Regions from separate parts of the Columba livia genome. Here region 2 is linked to region 1. The links are chromatin contacts, called in public Hi-C maps. All regions are on one chromosome and are shown on one strand. Each heading gives the region's core, a stretch centred on a gene start, on an enhancer-like site or on the middle of the called end of the contact. The rest is flanking DNA. Distances are from core to core; before and after follow the strand shown. Region 1 has its middle 28 kb from the start of CA12. Region 2 holds the start of LOC102086650 (zona pellucida sperm-binding protein 3).

What was found. A called contact is a pair of places that touch in the nucleus more often than the background predicts.
Region 2: a contact with region 1 is called in a Hi-C map of crop, with 3 times the contacts expected there. The contact joins the promoter of LOC102086650 here to the enhancer-like site in region 1. A contact is called at or near these places in 2 of 2 Hi-C or Micro-C datasets (crop and liver).

The regions. Positions count from the first base shown.
Region 1 is chr11:17,584,293-17,590,098 of bColLiv1.pat.W.v2, forward strand. No RefSeq gene overlaps it. Among named protein-coding and RNA genes, the nearest start is that of CA12, 28 kb to the right of the region's middle. Within about 2 kb of position 1,724, at least 3 of the 3 cell types and tissues checked have an H3K27ac peak away from gene starts, as active enhancers do.
Region 2 is chr11:17,683,443-17,688,878 of bColLiv1.pat.W.v2, forward strand. It overlaps LOC102086650 (zona pellucida sperm-binding protein 3), which reads left to right and starts at 1,622. Exons shown (of 9, transcript XM_005501115.4): 1 at 1,622-2,452; 2 at 2,797-2,915; 3 at 2,995-3,098; 4 at 3,317-3,494; 5 at 3,591-3,711; 6 at 4,083-4,174; 7 at 4,355-4,497; 8 at 4,664-4,753; 9 at 4,834-5,005. The coding sequence starts at 2,057. The coding sequence ends at 4,952. It overlaps FBXL22 (F-box and leucine rich repeat protein 22), which reads left to right. Exons shown (of 2, transcript XM_005500980.3): 2 at 1-1,483.

The DNA.
Region 1 (5,806 bases), core at 474-2,973:
TTTGTAGTTGCTTCAAAAATGTTACTGTCTTTAGCAGAGCACATCGGTATTAAGCTTCTGGTGCGAACAAATGTTGTGTAAATTCCTCTGAGCACATATTCGGTACATATTGTTCCTTCAGTTTGCTAAATCACGTTCTAAGTTTTGAGCAGGATACAAGCATGTTCCTCACCTGAGGAATTAGGGAATTAGCACGTTTAATGAACTGTGGAAAGCGTGTGTAACTTGAACTCTACTACTGAATACAAGGTACTGACTTCCAAGTGAACAGGAATTCTGTAAACGCGCACTAAGTGTTGAGAATTCACCCTATTTAGTTTTGAATACTTGCGTGGGTGGTGCGATGGCTTCCTGCAGTTGTGACTTTCTCTGCTCATGGCGCAGCTCCCCGGGAGTGTCGGTGACACAGCTCCAGCCTGGGGGTGGCCACTGGTCTCACACTGAGGGGGTTTGATTCATCAGGGAGGCGTTACCCTTGTCCTCACCTTTCTGACTTGGTTTAGCATAAACAGACTGTGAACATGCTTATCTTGGGATAGAAAATGGAAGGTGCCTTTCTCAACTGCTTGCGTTCACAATTTCTGACACTTTTAGCACTATTTTGTCCACGCTGGCAATGTTTCAGCCTTTACTTACCCAACTAACTACAAGTGAAGTGCAAGTTATTGTATCAATGATGCTTTTTAAAAAATAAAAAGTTGACTATTTAATCTATTTTCGAGGCTGTTGGCAAATTCTCAGGGTTGCTTTTATTTATTTATCTATTTATTTTTTTCTTTCCCAGGCAAGATGGCAACTAACTAGCTGTGGTATGTATTCTAGATGACGGACGGAATCTTTCCAAGAAGCTTCAGCAAGTTCTGTCCGTGACATTAATGTCTAATGCTGATGAGTCCTGCTTCTGAGCTTCCTCACCTGAAATGCAGTGACTTTGTACAGCTCACAGTTATGCTCTGAACCAATAAAATACTGGGAAAAGGCCACCACCTATGTCTTAAGTACTGTTTGTAAGTAATTTTCCAGAATAGCGGTGCTCTGCCCAGTGTAGGGATGGGCAATCCTTTGAAAATAGTATTCAGTTAATTAACTGTTCTTTGAGTGCCACGTTACTCAGCAGAAATGTTATCTGTTTCGAGGGAGGGGAGGAGAACAGCCCGTGGGGCCGCTTTCCCCCGTGTCTCCGGAGCAGCTCGGGCGCGAACCCGCGTCCCGCCCGGCGGGGCCTCGCTCCGCTTGTGCCTCCCCCAGCCCCGCGGCCGCCGCGGGTCCCGGCGGAGCTGCAGCCCGGGGTGCGGGGAAACCTCCCGGGCTGCGGGGACACCGGCAGAGGCGGCGGGAAGCGGCGGCCCCGCCTTCAGGGGCAGAGGGCAGCGGAGCCGCTGCCGGTGCTGCTTTCCGGCACGAACCTCGCGGTTTTCCGCGCGGTGCGGAGATCGAGCACCGGCTGCATGGAGCGGGAGCGGGCACCGGCCATCTCACGGCGGCTGCCCGTCTCCTCAGCGGGAGCGGCGGTGTTCTGACATCGGGGTGACGGAGCCGCCCTCGGGGAGGGGCGAGGAGCCGCCGGGCCCAGATCCGTCGGGTCTGAACTCCGTTCCCCTCACCCGCAGCCACCCGGGCAGCCGCCGCTGTGCTTCGGCCTCGGTGAGGCCCAGCCGGGCCTCCGAGCGGGGATGGCGGCGTTCTGAGATGGCGGCGGCAGCTCGCCCCCGCACTGTCTCCTCTGGCGTTTCTGTGGGGCCGCCCTCCCGGTCACCACACAGCCGGGGGTGCCCGCCGGGGTGTCCCACCCGGGCCGGCCTGTCCCCGGCCTGTCCCGCCGCCTCAGCCCGGCTGCCAGCGCGGCCTGCGCCCGCTGCCGTGCCCGGGCAGGCCCTCGTTTCCATACGCGCCTTTAAATCCATTTCAAGGCACTGTTGTTTGATTTTCGGTGCCCGGCAGGTATTCCCAAGAACCATAACTACTGTAAGAGACAGACTCTACCAAAAGTGGTTTTAGAAGCTGTTCTTGCGTTTCTGTATTTCCTCACAGCAGTCCTTCCTCTTTCGGTAGGAATGTAGTTTGCATAAATAGATGCAGTTACTTAACTGTTTTTTAACCACCCTCTCCACATCAGAGAGGAAATAGCTAGTTTGATTTTTCTTAAAATTAAAAAAATAGTTTCTCGTCATGGGAAATGTACTCTTCCTTAGAATTTATTTGTTTTGTGGTATTTACTCTGCAACTCTCTAACCCATTTATCTGCCTCATGGAGATGCCGTTAGAAATTTCGGATGCCAGTGGAAAATGTAATATGGATAACAGTTCTTTGTGCTTTTTCCCCTGCCTCTTTTATGCCAGGGCTTTGTCTGGCTGGTCTCCCTGCTGCTTTCTTCCCTTGCGCGGTTTGTTGCTGTGCACACTGGGGCAGCCATTAAGCATCAGTGTGGAAAATCGTGCTCGTCTTTGGAGTGGTGGTTTCTGTTCTGCTCCTGGAACTACTCCGACTTACCTGCAGCAGGCTTTCGAAGTAAGTCGTGTGGTATTTCCCGTTCACTGGAGATTCTTTGAGTGCGGAATCATATTGGACAAATAGACGACAGAATTCAGTATCAGCAGTTCTCTTGTGGCAGTGTGCTTTCTCAAAAGTTAGGTTTAATAATAGAAAATAAAATTATTGCAGCCCTAAAGCAAACAATAAAGCTTAGGAACTTTAGTTTTTAAATTTGAGTATATGATGCAAACTAGAGATCAAACACAGCTAATAGAGTTAACCCTGTTAATTAACCCTTGAACTTTCTTCCATAGTAAGGGCCACCTCTTGGAAATTAAGAATTTAAAACAAAGTTGTTAATATTTTATTTATCATGGCTTTCATTACAAGTTAGTATCAGAACAAACTCCCTTTCAGCCACATATTTAGAAGTTTTCAGGAGTTAATGTTATTACTGCCTGCCAGTTTTCTTCAACTTATGACACCGTAGCTCTTTCTGTAAAGATCAAAGTGATTCAATGATAATAAAGTTTCCAAGCTGTGCTTTGCTTAAGGCTGTAGAATTAAATACTTCATACGTTGTTTGAAAGTGTTTTTTTCTCTCTATTTAAATTCTACCTAAATGAAACCACAAGACCAAGAGAGTCAGGTAAGTTTTCTAGAAGTGGGTTGCAGTGTGACATGGTAGCCTTTGATCCCATGATACATCGTCCTGTGACTGCCGTATAACGTCAGGTGAAGGGCTGTGGTTGAGTGCAGAAGCCACAGCTTGCTTCACTCACCTGGAATTGCATGCAGAGCGTTCTGTGGTACTTACCCTATAGTCACCATTTTATGACAGAAATGTAATCTTTAATAACTCAAACAGTAAATGACCTTTGTGGCACTTTATAATTCCAGTAACGTGCAAAACAATAACAAGGTTGTTTTTGCCAGTTATCTTTCGAGAGGTTGATTTCTGATATTAAACCAAGAGAACAAGATATTATTTTTATTTTCAGTTTCCAAATAACAAGTGAAAACTTCGATTTGTGTTCCAAAGATCTTTCCAAAATTATCTTGCTTTGGGGAAAAGGTGACCAGTGCCGGTTTTGATTACTGTATGTTTCTCCATACCGATGAAGTAGATCCCCGATTCCACTGGGCTTTTGACAGCTTTTTGACAGACAGGTGTTTGTCTTGCGTGGAGACATGATGGTGTCCATAGCATTTTCTGTGTGACCAAGATGAATAGTGCGTTATGGTAACTAATGCCAATTATTAGGTTGCATTAATAATCAAAGATTCAGGTATAGACATGGCTGAGATGGCCAGTACCTCTGTATGTTGACCATCTTTGCGTGTTTACCATATCTAGAATATTTTAAGTGATACTGTCTATTAATAAAATTGCTCTGTGCTTCTGATTTTCAGCTGGTCACCAAAGACCCCCCCATACCTTGATAATATACTACCACACTCACTGCTTTCATGAATTTAAGATCTAAAGGTCTGTGCTTTGTGTTTTTAGAGATGTCAGATGCTTAAGTGCTTCTTGAAAGACTCCGCGGCAAGTCTGTCGCTCTTGATGTACATCGGCGGTTTCCAACAAGGGAGCTCGGCCTCCCCGCAGAGGTTCACCTACAGCAAAACTGGGCTTTGGAGTGCAGGCAAGTGTTCCAATGAAATTTTCCACTACTTTTATTGTGAGATGTGCAGGGTCCTAAAATTTGTTAGTGAAGCCCCTTATTAAGCTTTAAGTAGTAGTAGAAATTATCTTTTTTCCTTTTAATTTTAGGGACCAGATTAATGTATCTCTTTTTAATTATGTAACTAACTCAGTGGGCGAACACTGACTTACCAAAAATTTAGTGCAACCAAATTAAAGAGAAAATACAGTAACAGTCCTAAAAAGGCATATTTGTTCACGTGTTCTCTTTTAATTATTTACACATCTTTTCCTTCAGAGTATTCATGCAAAGTTTTAGAATCAGAAGATACTCTAACGTGTCTTCCTTATTTCCTGCTTCTTATGACCAGAAGCATTTGCTTTCTTTGTCCCATGACAACATCTGTAGCTGAAATTGCAAAAGTCATAACGTAATAATTTCAAATGGGAGTCTGTGGACTTGCACTGTGTTTGTCTCCATGGTGGTTAAAACAAGTGACAATTTTTATAACTAATACCCTCACATATTTGAAAATAAAGGGTTTTCTTGTTTGTTTTTGTTTTGGGGGGATTTGGTGTGGTTTTGTTTAAATCACATTTGGAAAATCATACAGTTTTTTGTAAAAGTTCTGCAGGTGTTCTCGAAAGACTGATTAAAGAGCCCCATTTTTACTGTGTCAGCTGAAAACCATTCTTGCAGGCAGAAATTTCAACTTGGAACTGAAATCACTGTTGAAAGAGGAAGGGCAGTCTGTTCAAACACATGTTTCTGTGCTCTGCTGAAGCTAAAATAGGTATCTGTGTGGTGAAGTGGTTGATAGAAATAGAGAAACAATTTGATCTGGGCCAGCTGCGTATGTTGAAGTTAGTGGATAATACTGTTTGACCCAATGCTTGTTCTAACCAGAAAGGATTTTATCCATGTGCTCTTGGAATATGGTCCATGCCTGTAGTAGCTTGTAGCAACTTGCCCTGCTGTGATTTCCCTGAATATCATGGGTTTTTTTTAGTTGTTCTTGCTGAAGACGGCAGCAGTATGGAGCAAGGCCAGCTCTTCTGTCTGCTGCTTTTCTTAACAACTTTAAACCCTGTTACAATAGACAGTTAATCTTATTTATCTTGTTTTTATTCGGAATAGGTAGTATTCTTTGCCCTACCATGGAGCTCGGATAAGCGACAATTCAGCAGAGCTACAGATCACTGTGATGTTCTTCACAAAGTATTTTCGGTCTCTCACAGTGTAAAAAAGATAATTCTCTGATGCTATAATTTCAACCTGTCCCACTTTTTAGGGTGGGGTGGTGAGTTTTCGTGGGGTTTTTTTGAGTTGCTAGAAACTTTTCTAGCAAAGCGAGAGACGGGCCTTTGTATGTATTAAATACACACAGAAGCACGTAAAAGTTTGGTTCGGTACAAACAGCTTAGAAGTGTTCTATGGTGGCAGCTTTTGGGTGATGTGCTGGACATGTGAGTCAGTGACCATACACATGTGGGATGGTGGTGCCTGTGCAAATACGTTGTGGTGTTAATTGAAGAGGCTGCTGCCTTACTTGATTTTACTGGTGAAGAGTTGGATTCATCCAGAGTTACTTGATTTATGTTCACAAATTTTGACAGCTGTGTTATCATTAATTGCTAGAAAACTCCTCACTAAGCTGTTGTTACCATCGCTTAAAAGTCATTGG
Region 2 (5,436 bases), core at 372-2,871, 99 kb after region 1:
AACTTAGTCAAACACAGCTGAAATTCTAGAGAAACGCTCAGTTGGTCTGAGCATCTGTAAGAAACGCTCACCCAGAAGACAAATAAAATAATTTCATTATTGTTTCTTCACAACTTAAAGATATTTAATGTCATGAGACTGTAATGTTCTGGTCTTTCATGAAATTATTTCTAAAATCTAAGACCCTTATGCACTACACAGTAAGGAATGAAACTGGAAGCGCAGACGGGAAGGACAGACATTAACCTCTTCTTCAGTTCCAAGCCTTTTGAGTTCTGTTAAAAGTTCTCTTATCGTTGCTGAAGCATTTTTTACTCTTCGCAGACCCCGACTCTGACGAACCAGGGAGAGGAAGGCTTGTTAGCCATCATTTTATGAAAATATGAAAAAAAAGGTGTCGTAAACCAACGTGTCTACTTGGAAGCCGCATCAGGTTATCACACACAGGGCAATCAAGACCCATTTTTATTCTTAACAGTCCTGAATTCATGTCGCTTTTCCTCCCCTTTATTTCAATGCGATTAAACAGATGTGAACCCCAAGACTGAAGATCAGCATATAAGATGCACAAAAATAACAGAATTTTAATTCATAAAATATTTTTGATTGAGTGGATACATTTGGGTTGATGCTTTCTATCAATTTGAGGATATAAGTGCTGGACGGCAAAATATTTACAGTTTTCCAATGCAGGAAACGTCTTTAGACAATCTGAAGAAGGTGAAGCTCTAAATATAAAATATACAGCTACATTAGAGGGTTCGGAATACTTTAATCCTACAAATCTTGGGACATACACATCCCACCAGCATAACTCATGCGCCCTCTCCTGGCAGTTTTCCTTTCCAAAAAACCCACAGAAGGTCTTGGTAGCAGCAGATCATGTTCACTGGGGTTTTTTTGCACCTCTTCTCACATCTTTCTGTGTGTACTATGCAAACACAAACCAGCTATTTTTCCCAACAATATTAAGTCGGCGATGTCCCTGAAGCAACCGATCTACTGTGTATGTTTACATTTGCTGTATCGCATCTGCACAGTGAGCGTGAGGGTTTCATGAGGGAACTTACTGCACACACAGAGCGCACAGCACCTGGCTGTCAGCAGACACAACAGCTGCAACACGAAGCAACAGATTTGTTTTACTACGTGTGTACAAAATGACCACCCTGTGTATGCTCGTTAAGCCCCAGAACCACCGAGGTTAACGTGTGCATGTTGTCCTGTGTGCGCACACTACACCCCTTGCTTTCGAAGTGCCAAATCTCTTGCAGATACGAGAAAGGAAGGGGCAAAGACACATATCTGCATAATGTTAATTAAAAGGAGGAAACAGACGTACACAATTTAAAAAAGCATCACTGGTGCTCTACAATACAGCTAAAAAGCCTCATAATCCTGATGTCACGGGAGAATTTCCTTGATTAAAAATAACCCACTTGCAGATTGTAAACAGCAATTAAAAATCCTGTCAGATAAACCCTAATCCTTGCAATAGGGTCTGCTCTCCTCTGGCTGTAGAGGCTGCTCCCCACACACAGCTCTATATCAGACACCGGAGAATCCCCAGGGTGCCATTTATTTTATAAAGATATTAACATGACTGGGTGGTTCCTTCCCCCTAGAGCTGACCCCGGGTCCTGAGGCTCTTAAACCCCACGCTGGGCATAGAGAGGATCTGAAAGTGTCACCCTCCACACCATCCCCCAGAGACCTCACAGCAGAAGGACCCATGGTCTGGGGGTGGGACACATGGAACATATGGTTTGGGACATGTGGCCTGGAGGTGGGACACATCTCTATGGATCTTACAGAGCTGGTTGCTACCAAAAAAGCAAGGGAGAAAACTGCAACTGGCTGCACAGCCAACTCAATATCTCTCCTGTGAGCAAGGGACCCCATCCAGCACTTAATTAGTTAATTAGAGCAGGGAACTGAGTGCTCACAGGTGTTGCCAGTTGCCCGAGGACCTGAGCATCCCCTGGGCTGTAGGAGATGTGGGCTATAAAAGGCCCTGGGCAGGAGCTGCTCTTTGTGCTGGACCCTGGTGGGCAGGATGAGGCCTGGAAGCAGCCTGGGGTTTGCTCTTTTCTGCTGGGTTTTGGGGGAGGTGGCTGCTTACAGCCCATGGAGCCTCCCTGGACGGGAGGCAGAGCTCTGGGGGTACAGAGGGGACGTGGGGCAGCCCCGTGCCTTCCCCCAGCCCTCCCCCTGGGCATGGGTGGACATTTCTCAGCTCCAGGCTGCCGCCCCCCTGCACCCTGTGGCCGTGCGGTGCCAGGAGGCGCAGGTGGTGGTCACGGTGCACAGGGACCTCTTTGGCACGGGGCGGCTGGTCAGGGCTGCGGAGCTGACCCTGGGCTCGGCCGCCTGCCTGCCTACAGCCCAGGGTTCTGCTGACACCACCGTGACCTTCGTGGCCGGGCTGCATGAGTGCGGCAGCACCCTCAGGGTAAGGCTGGGGCCTGAGGGTGGGGGGCTGCATCTTGGGGTGCTGAGGCTGGCAGGGGGCTGTGGTGTATTTGGGCTTGGGGAAAGGTTCTAAAGCCTTTCCTAGCAGCTGAACATCTCGGTCTGCTTTCCAAGGGCAGCAGGAGCTGGGCTGTCTTCTCTGGGGATGTGTGTGCAGTGAAGGGTGTGCAACAGGCAGAGAAATTAGCTGTTTCCTGGTGAATATAGATGTGTCTGAACCTTCCAGAAGAAACATCTCAGCTCTGAGTTTCCGGGCTTGAATGTGCTGCTCTGTGTGTGTTGCTGAGGAACAGTGACTGGATAATGTATCTCGTCTTTCCCCAGGTGACTCCTGATGCTCTGGTCTACAGCACAAGCTTAAACTACAAGCCAGTTCCTGCCGGCAACCCTGTCATCATCCGCACCAGCCCTGCCGTGGTCCCTATCGAGTGCCACTACCCAAGGTGAGCTGATGGAGGTGGGTACCAAGCAAGCCCTTCTGCTGCCCCGGAGCATATTTAACCATGGGCATCTCTTTTCCAGGATGGCCAACGTGAGCAGCAATGGTGTCAATCCTACGTGGATGCCTTTTCGTTCCACCCTGGCCTCCGAGGAGAAGCTACCCTTCTCTCTGCGCCTCATGAATGGTAGGTTTTGGGTGAGGGTCTCCTCTGGTGCACAGCATCCTGGACTGGCCATGCTTCTGCTGGGTGGCACAGCTGGTGCTGTTATCACCCCAGTGCTCCTGGGACATCTGGGGTTGGGTAGAGTTTTGGTGAGTACCCAGAGCTTTGTGCCCATTGGGGTTTCCTTGGGGGGAAGCAGTGAAGAACAAGCTGCTGCCTGGCGACCTCTCTCCTTCCAGATGACTGGAGTGCTGAGAGAGTCTCCACTGTGTTTCAACTGGGAGAGGTCCTCCACTTCCAAGCTGGTGTCAACACAGAGAACCATGCACCTCTGAGGCTTTTTGTGGATAACTGTGTGGCCACCCCAACCCCAGCCAGGAGCTCTTCTCCCCAGTATGCCTTCATTGACTTCAGCGGGTGAGAGCTGCCTGTGCCCTTGTTTAGAGGTACCTCTCTGTAGGTGATGGATGTCTCTGACAGTGGGATCATCCTGGCCCTTGCTTTTGTGTCTAGGTGCTTGGTGGATGGGCAACTGGATGACGCCAGCTCAGCTTTTATATCCCCAAGGCCCAGGCCAGATGTGCTTCAGTTTGAAGTAGATGCATTCAAGTTTGCAGGAGGCTCCAGCAACCTGGTAAGTTCTTCCTAAAGCAAGTGAACTCCCTGGTCTAGGTGGGGTTGTAGCCTCATTCCATTAACAATGTCAATGTGGTTTTGTTTAGGATTACATTCCCAAGGCAATTGCCTCACAGCAGACTCAGAATGAGATCACTCTATATTACTGCTTCTGGGTCATGGTCCTCTGAGCTGAGGATATTCCTTGGAGACCAGTTCTGATACTGGTCAAGACAAGTCTTCCTTATGAGCTTCAATATCTGAATCCCAGAGTGGCTTGAAGGCAGCAGGGTGGGGTTGAGCTGCTCCAGGGAGATGGTGGTCCTGTCAGAGACCAGCTTCATGGTGCATGTGAAAGCCTGACCCCTCTGTTCTGCCTGGCCTCTCCAGATCTACATCACCTGCCACCTGAAGGTCTCCCCAGCTGACCGAGATCCAGACCCTCTGAACAAGGCTTGCTCCTTCAACAAAGCCAGCAGCCTGTGAGTAGCTGGAACAGTGGCTTGACCAGAGGCTTGGGCTTCTCACCTAGTGTGTGTCACCTTCCAGGAAGGAGGGGTTTGCCATCTGCATTTGGGAGGGTTTTGGTCTCTCCTGGGAGACCTCAAAGCATGTGAGGGATTCCTACCGCAGGGTGGGCTAGTGACCAAGCTCTTTTCTAGCTGGGATCCTGTGGAAGGCACCCAGGATATCTGCTCCTGCTGTGAGATGAGGAGCTGTGGCTTTGCCGGCCACTCCAGGAGGCTCCACGCTCCCTCCCGATGGCAAGGAGGACGTGTCCGGAGAGAACAGCCCTCTGAACTTGGTAGGTCTTGGCTTGCTTCTTGGGCTTCTGGCCATTGTGACAACTTGCTCAGAGCTGGGTGGCTGGAGATCCCTCATGACCTGTTGGCTCCTTCGTGCTGATCCAAGACTTGGGAGAGCCAGATGTCCAGACAAGCTAGTGAGAGCTCAAAGATCCTCTCTTTCAGATCCTTTGGTGAGAGAAGCAGATGTTGTGGTTGGACCTCTCTTCATCCACAGCTGGCAGGATCGCCCGGTTAAGAGGACACCTCCACAAGGTAGAGCAAACCCAGGGAAGGGGGCGCTTTGTGCGGCAGGTCCTGGCTCTGGCCATAACCACCTCCTTACTTCTTCCTAGATGCAGGTCACTTGTGGATGTTATTGGAGCTGGCTGCACTTGCTGCTGGTTTAGTCATGGTGATCCTTGCTGTTGTAGGAGCTCTGTCTGCCTGCCAGAAACCCAGCAACCCTCTTTAAGTCACTTGTTTCAGCTTTTGTAGTATGTCCAATAAAAAAAAGAAAACACTGAAGGATTGTGAGAGGCTTTGTGGGGGGAGTGGAGAAGTATTTGTGTTTTCTTGTCTCTAGAATTATGGAGTTGTGTGTTAGTCTCCACATTTTACCTTCATGTGGAGCTTCTTGGGTCTTCTCCATGCTGGTAACTCTTTACTCAACCAGCTAAGGGTGTAGTAAGAGTTGAACCACTCTCCTTCTGCCTGCTTCTGGGAGAGAAATCCATTTTTTCTGGATGAGGAAAGGAGAAATCAAGCTTTGCTGGCTGAGGAAAGGAAAACAACTTGAGGCTTGGTGGGCTGGGTGCTGCTTGGGACAGAGGGAGGCTCTCATCTGCAGTTCAGCTTTGCGATGTTGCAGTTCAGGCCCTACACTGATTTTTCAGCTCCAGTATTTTTTCTCACAAGCTTTATTTCAGCTCAGGCCCTATAGTGACTTTTCAGCTCGA